Regions from separate parts of the Columba livia genome. Here region 1 is linked to region 2. A link is a contact called in public Hi-C data. All regions are on one chromosome and are shown on one strand. The core of a region is the stretch at or near the end of the contact, and the rest is flanking DNA. Distances in the headings are between cores, read along the strand shown.

Region 1 (3,858 bases), core at 591-3,090, 320 kb after region 2:
GACTGTAAAACTGTAAATTATTTTCTCTATGAAGATGACATTCTCCATAGACTATTTCTTTTTTCCTCAAGCAAACTACCGGTGCACCAATAAGTAACAAGGTGTGGGATGTCAACCACAGCGAGTGTTTGGTCTCAAGCTAACATGTACATGTTCTTACGGACCAATACGAAGCACTTTTTTAAAAAAATCATCTTTGTTACCCATATGTTACAAGAATTCTATTTGTAAGAAAATCAGCAGCAACCGGCCAGTTGCCAGCAGAAGACTTCTGTTCTTCTGTTTAGGAAGTGCTAAGAAATGAGTTAACTCATTTGTGAATTTGTTGTAATAAACAAATGCTACAGATTCAGGGTCTTGATCCCCAAACACGCAGTGATGTGCTATATGGATATACTTCCACTGATATAATTGAGTCTGTCTCTGGGTGAAAGAAGTTACAGGATTAGACCCCATACATTTAATTTGCCTATAATAAACTTGTTTTGCCATAAGTATCTGAGCTATTACAATGCAGGCTGAAAAAAACCAATGCAAACCATTGTAAATGGCAGGTGTGATGCCAGCCTTGGAAATGAAGATGTGTATTTGGTGAATCTTTTGCACTTTTATCATCATTCCTAGTTTAGCAAACTTTTTATTTAACCAAAGGCTTATTTTAAATATTGTCTTATTATGCTAACAGAAATCTGCTATTTAATAATTTCTGCCAGAGATTTTTGACATCCAGTGTACTTTTTGGATTGTCAGAGTTTTCTATGTGAGATGCAGAACATCATACCTTTTTCTCTACTTTGTTCTTATATTTACTTTGCTATGTTTAAGGGGAAATCTGTAAGCATGAATTATTGGAAGAATTCTAAAGTCTGATTAGAAGTTAAGCAATTTAAGTTTAATGTTTGCACTTTGGAATTTTTGAAGCATTCCATTACATCTAGACTAATTACATTTTACATGAGGCTTTGCACTAATTTGAAAAGTATGATTTTATAAGATAAAATGAAACAATTGTCTGTCTGTCCAGTAAAGTTGCTTCAAAATGTAAAGAGCCAAATCCTCCAAGATGCTGAACTGCCAACATATGAGCACGTTCAGCATCTTAGAGGAGAGTTACGTGTGCCTCACAGGTTTGTGTCAATTAGTTACCTTATTTAACAGTTATATCATTTTTTCAGAGAGTTTATAATTTGCCTTTCTCGAGCCCTATGCTGTTACACCGAATTGCTTTGAAAGGTCTGGAAAGTCTTTTTGTATTTGCTTTTCTGTGCCTTGCTCCTTTTGTTTTCAGAACAGTAGGTGATTGTGTGCGTTTGTGATGGAAAATGGGAAGATGTGAGCTCACTGAATGTTTTACCAACGTTTGAAGCATCTGATACCCAAAGTCTTTGTACATTTGTAATTTTAAATGTGTTAATGCTCTCGGTGAACTATTTATTGTTTTAAAATAAATTACTAAGCAGTGAAACCTGCAGTGTTTGCAACCAAATACAGAATGCAACAGAACTTGAACGCAGTTATCGGGTCAGCGCCTTTTTTCTCTCTTTTGTGTACCCGTATCCGCGACTTGACAGGTCTCATTAAGAAATGTGACTTTAGCTGCTCCTCGTGTTGGACTTGTGGTTTTAGAAAACCTCCATTTCCCTGTCAGCACTTTAACCTATTGCAGCCGCGGCCTCGCTCAGCCCTCCGGCTCGTGTCCCCACACGACAGGCCCGCCCCCGCCCCTTCCGGCGCGCCTCCCCATTGGATGCGGCCTGTGGCCCCGCCCCGCAGCCGTGATGGCGCCGGCCTTCCTCCGTCTCCGGGGTGACAGCGACGCCCTGGGCGGGCGTGGTCGGGCTCGCGGATCAGCCGGGTCGGGGGAGAGGCGCATGCGCAGAGGGCGCCGCGCAGCGGGCGGTGGGCGCGATGAAGGTGAGTCTCTTCGGCCGCCGTACGCGCGGGCGGGAGGAGGGGGCCGCCCAGGAGCCCCAGCCCACGGTGGCGCCCAGGGCCAGCGGTCGCGGCTGTAGTTCCCGCTCGCCGCTGCACGATCGGGGCCTGGGCGTCGAGCGGGCCCCGCTGCGGCCTGGGGAGGGGAGCGGGGCGCGTCGGCAAGTGCCTGTGCGTGCCGGCCTCGAGCGGGCGGGATCCGCCTGAGGGGAGCGAGAGCCGCTCCCGGGAGCCCCGGCCAGGCCGGGTCTGTCCGCGGCAGTTGCCTGCGCCGCCCGGAGCTGTTACCGTGGGACGGTGTTCTGCCGCGGCCCTGTGGCGGTGCCTCGGTACCGGCCCCGGCAGCACCGGGGGGCGAGAGACCCCTCGGGCAGCGGCTGAGCGAGTGGGCCCGAAGGGTAGTTTCCTGCTCAAACCACTGCGGGGGGGTTAGTTGATCGTTACTGTACAGTGCGCTGGAGCTTGCCTGCACTGCCCAAACGATTTTCTTCGTCGTTGGTTTATTACAAATTTAATTAAATTTTTTTCAAAAACAGCCTGGTTGTCAGGTGCTCTTTGTGCTTGTGTTACGTGGTTCTCATATTTTTATACTTCTTGTGAGTAAAATGCAAAGAACGCCTCAGTTTACATTCGACCCAACAGAAGGGATGAGGGACCTTTGGGTAAGCGTTTGGTGGGCAACCAGGTGTTGGTGTTCACCTGATGAAGTGGGAGGGAAAAAGCTGTGGTGGCAAGCTGGGAAACCAAGCTGTGGGCTTTGTCTTGCACTCAAATTCTAGAAAAACCTGCAGGTAGTGTGCAAGAAAAAAGAAGTTCAGAAGCTCTCTGAGTCAGAAGTCAGAATCTCTTCTTATGGCTGAGCAGCTTTGAGGTCTTAGCTTTTAAGACCCAACAATTCAGAGAGGACAAAATAGTTACATACATTTAAAAATGTAGATGTTGAACCTTCTGTGTTGTACACACCAAGAATGCTTTCTGGTCCCAGGCTTTTCCATGAAATTTAGAGAACTAAATATTCTGGACTTTGGACATGAAGGGGAGAGTACCCTATGCAATTTTTTAATTCCAGTAATTCTGTAAGAGAAAAATAATACTTTCAGTAGAGTCACAATAGTTTCAATGCAGACACCTAGCACCAGAAACTTCTTTTTTGTCCAGCACAAATCAAAATAATTTTCTGTGGAATTTTGGTGCTTTGGTGCATTAGAATCACCCAGAAGTTATGTTTGAGGGTTGTAAATTTTTTTTCCCCCTCCACAGTACTCACAGTTGCTAGCACGTTGGGAAGTTTTTTATTATTATAGGCTCATGATTTTAAGATGCATAATTTCTCACTTTTTTTTTTGTCTCCCAGCAAGTATTCAGTCTATTAGAAAAAGCTTGGTCTGGTTCCCCTGTGCAGTTTGCTTGGCAGAAAACTTTGGGAAATTTCCTTGCTGTAACAGGGTAAGATTACAAATATTTGTTGCATTTGTCCATAGAAATCACTGATGAAGAAAGGGAATTATTCTATATACTAATCTTTTTTAGGGGTGATCATACTGTGAAAATTTTTGATCGTCATGGTCAGAAGAGAAATGAAATCAGCTTACCAGGGTAGGTACTCAGATGGCTTTAAATTATTTTCTTTGTTGTTTTTGTTTTAAATGCCGCTTTTCTGGTGAGGTGCTTATATAATGTGAGAACTTTTTAGGAAGAGGTACTGCCTCTGGTGAACATACCTGGAAAAGAAGACCAACTGATGGGCATGTATGGAATCTGAGACAGTAAAAGCTGAACTCATAATAAGCTATTGAGGATAGTCAGAAAAATGTATTCTCCTACCCAAAGCACTCCTTATTAATTCTAAATTCAATCTGCTTCATTAAAATGTTAGAAAAAGATCTATTAAATTAAGAAAAAACCTAACAAGGTTGCATACAATAT
Region 2 (4,125 bases), core at 1,423-3,922:
TGCATCGTTAATTGAACTTCTAAATATAAGAGCAACATTTAAACATAAGGAACTCAAGTGTTACCAACTGTGTTCACCTTCCAAGCTGCCCGGACATCCAGCATATACTGAGGTTCTCGCTGGCTACTAAACTGGCCTAATTTTGAATGGGAAAAAGCAAAAGCAGATACAGGTCAGGTCAGATGAAAACATGTGAAGATGTACTGAATATTCAAAAAAAAAAAAAAAAACAAACAACAAAACAAAACAAAAAAAAAACACAACAAAAAAAGACCAAGCTCATTCCTTTGCCTTAATTCATGTGGCCATTTGTCCTAACCATTTTCTGATTAATAAAAGGGAGAGCTTTTTCCTGCTCTCTCCAGCTGTCTTTTGCAAAAGGATTGTAAAGCTTCAGGCAAAGCTGTTACAGCTGTCATAACCAGAACCATCACAAAAGTCAGACTGATTATAATATGGGCTTACATGGGGCAGATGGAAACTGTCTGCTTAATTTCAAGTTTTAAGGTCTTTCTGTCTCTCAGATCTTGCACATTCTGTCTATGTAAGGCAGAGGTGTCAACTCATTTACACCGGGGGCCACATCAGCCTCTCAGTTGCCTTCAAAGGGCCAAATGTAATTTTATTTATACAGTCCTAAAATGACATTTGGCTCTTTGAAGGCAATCGTGAGGCTGATGTGTCCCCCGGTGAAAATGAGTTGGACACTCCTGAGTAAGGGAAGGAACACCAACATTGTGAAGTATTACCCTGCTGTGTCTTATCAGGAAGGGGATAAATTTGATTTCAACAAGAAAACCCACAAAACTTTTGGCAGAGATGTAAACTTTTTTGTCATTATTCTTTCATTTTACTTTTCCTTTAGTGCCTGAAATTAAAGGACCTAAATTTATCCCCAGGAGGGAATTTAATCAACTATTCCAACAGGAACAGGATGGTACCCTTATTATTCCTACCTCAGATAACAAACTGCCTCTGGAGGAGGAGTTCCTTTGTTGTTGCTGAGTTACTTTTTTAATGTGTTTATTACCCTTGAAGTTTAAGACCTAAGCCTCTAATCTCCAAAGCAAAGCAGCGATTGTGACCCTAAGCGAAGGAGGTGCTGTAATGCTGTTGTTCAGTATTGTGCAAGCTGCTGAGTGCTGTGCTGTGCAGAAAGCTTCTGTCTCCTCCGGATATCAACTTCTATGAGATGTAGTTTTCCTAAATGACACCAGGTGTTGTACAGTAAAATCAGGAGAGCAGAGGAGCTGAACCTAATTCTTGGTGTGGCCCTTCCCACGTGCGTGTTGCTCCAGGCAGACACCTTCTACAGGTGGCCCTAACCACAGGTGGGTTAAAAAGCCTTCATTGACCTTGATTCTTCTATAAACTTCCTAGTTTGGCATTTGAGTGCTGTATGAAGTTAGTGTCTCTGGAGAACGGTGTGTTTTCCCGACAGTTAACTTTTGCCTAAATCAGAGGGGTTTAGGCCACAGGGGACTGATGAGCTAGCCAAGTACAGAACTGCAAACTGGCTTCAGCTACAATGCTGAAGTAAATGTGGCAATTGAGGAAAAAAGTATGGAAAGACAGGGATGACATAGATGAGACCAGACAACTTTGAGAGGGTCCTGCACGCTCCTAGGACTGTGCTTTGCTGTGGAGACCCCGCTGGAGTGCTGCTGTCGTGCCAAAGGCAGGGCAGGGGAGGCAGCTGGTGGGACGTGTTAGAGAAACCAATTAACAGACAGAGCATCGGAGAGAAACTGTAAAAAGGGCAGGGCGGGGGCGCAGGAAGCAAAAGCCCCGTAACCACCAGCCCTGTAACCAGCAGCCCTGACCTGCCACCGCTGTCCCACTCTGTCCCGCACACGTGAAAGTGCTGCACAGCGGTTGGGGCCAGAGGCATCAAACCTCCCGCATGCAAGGGGATGAACATGTGAAAGACAGCTGGTGGGTCCTTGTGAAGTTTCCAAAAGAAATCACGTTGCTGAGTCTGCCTCCAGATTTCCATTTACACCAACCTGAAAGATGAGGATTTGGGTTTGATTTGAATTGATTAAATTCAGGCTCCAATTGTTACATCATTTGTATATGGAAAGTAATTGCAATTTTGTTATCTCTTTTCCAGATACAGATTTGGCTGCTTTGCCAGAGTGAACATCAAACAATGTTTCCTTCTGAAAATCCTAGGGAATTAAAACTCATCTAGATAATTTTGTACTCATTTCCTGCATTTAGCATAGTTTTAATATTACTGGTCTACAATATGACTCAAAGACTCTTTTACTCTTCAATTAAAGCTGTCAGTTAACTCCAGGCATTGATTTTCAAAATGAATATTTCACTTCCTAATTCTGCATTTGTGCAAGTCACAAAGTGCCTATTTCTGCATGACGGAATTCACATCAGTGGTGAATCAAATTCTCCACTAGATGGCAATGTTGTTTCAGAACATTTGTGTCGAAAGGTGTTTCTCTGCCAACAAGTTTAAAAGGACGTGGAATCCATGAGATTTGTCCAATAAGTGATTTTTGGATGATTTGGGGAAGAAAAGAGTTTCCTTTTATTACAAAATCAGTTTTGGTTAGAAAAGGTTTTGATGAAAACTTTGTATGTACTGTGATTATTATGATCACAGAAGTCTTGGTTCATGAAAACAACTTTGAAAATGTCTAAAACCAAGTATTGACAGAGAATGCAGAAAATGAGCAGAGTGATCTCTGCCTTATGCTCTTATCTAATACCCACCATTGTGGCTCAGCGGCTCAAAATCCTTCAGTTGTTTCTAGCCACAGTTTTGACGGTAAGTAGAAAAATACTCCTCTCCTCCTTTTATGGCCATGGAGACAGAGAAGCAAAAGACTATTTCTGCAGCAGTACTGGAAAGCCTCGCCAGCTCCACCAGTGCATTCCTTGGGGTAAAGGAGCAGCTGTGCTCCTCTTCTCCTGCCTCCCGGGGCTTTGTTCGGCTGGCCTGGCATGTTCAGACAATACCTGAGCCGCGGTGAAGGTGTGACAGAGGCTTTGGGCAGGCCCTGCAGCCACTCACGCCCACTGCCATGGGTCTCATGGCTCCGTGCAGAGCTGCTGTGCAGTGCTGGTGGTGCTGGGCAGTGACACCGGAGACCATTGCTGCAGTGGGGCTTCTGGCAGTATTAGTCCACTGTGATGAAAAACAGGTCAGGGAACCAGCACCTGGCTATTTACAGTGAATGTAGGCTGCAGAGATGGGACCAGAGGGTGGCCTCTATCACAGAAACATGATTTACCTTTATCTGCATTCGGCAAAACACAACCTCTGTGAAACAAAAAAAGGCCCACATGCCCCGCTAGGAGAAACACAGTTCCTTTATGTGCTGCAAGCAGGCAGCTGCAGGTCTGCTCTCAGGTAATATCTTAGGCCAGTGCAGCTCTGGAAAATGTTTTAATAAGTCTTTAAATAGCATGCAGCATTAAGGCTAAATAGGGTTTCCACCTTAGATCTTGACCTAAGGTTTCCAGCTTCTATACTAAGATACAGCATGATATTCAGTGAACTCTCTTGTATTAAATTCTGCCTTACTGTGCTGATAGTTCTAAACTGCAGTATTGTAAGCACTAACCTAAAATTAGGTCTGTTTGTTTCTTAGAAGTTATTCACCAGCATTACAAATTAAAAGTGGAATGACGCTATTTGCAGACAATACCATGCTTTCCACTAGCACTGGCTGAGAACACCATCACTTAACTTACTTCAAGAAGAGAGTCCCTGTCAACACTGGATCCTCTGATCACATGAGACTCAATTACATGTACTTCAAAGTTCACCTGGGCTAGTTTTATTTTTTGTAATAAAGCAAATTTTAGAAAAAAAAGACTTTCCACCTTTCCCTTAGATGAAAAGAATAAGAAAGATACCACCAGGAAAAAAACAATACAGGTGTGATTTAAAGTAGTGATTCCTGATTTTGGTAGTTCTGCAATGCCATTATATTAATTGCTGTTAAAGGATTATTCAGGCCTTGGCTACAGAGACGATTATGGCTATAGGTACAGTTACAGAACGGAGCAATTTGAATTGAGAGAGGCAAATGTAACGGTTCTGCTTCAAATGTACATTACTTTCCTTGTTTGGTACTCTTTGCTCACTTCATCCTGGTG

The links. A called contact is a pair of places that touch in the nucleus more often than the background predicts.
Region 1: a Hi-C map of liver shows a contact between it and region 2, with 2.7 times the contacts expected there. The contact joins the promoter of WDR19 here to the enhancer-like site in region 2. A contact is called at or near these places in 2 of 2 Hi-C or Micro-C datasets (crop and liver).

What each region holds. Positions count from the first base shown.
Region 1 is chr4:24,500,058-24,503,915 of bColLiv1.pat.W.v2, forward strand. It overlaps WDR19 (WD repeat domain 19), which reads left to right and starts at 1,841. Exons shown (of 37, transcript XM_065062613.1): 1 at 1,841-1,914; 2 at 3,287-3,378; 3 at 3,463-3,528. The coding sequence starts at 1,909. It overlaps KLHL5 (kelch like family member 5), which reads left to right. Exons shown (of 13, transcript XM_065062627.1): 13 at 1-1,513. The coding sequence ends at 16.
Region 2 is chr4:24,176,524-24,180,648 of bColLiv1.pat.W.v2, forward strand. The region is part of intron 2 of LOC135579345 (a long non-coding RNA gene); the gene reads right to left. Among named protein-coding and RNA genes, the nearest start is that of TBC1D1, 120 kb to the left of the region's middle. Within about 2 kb of position 2,673, at least 1 of the 3 cell types and tissues checked has an H3K27ac peak away from gene starts, as active enhancers do.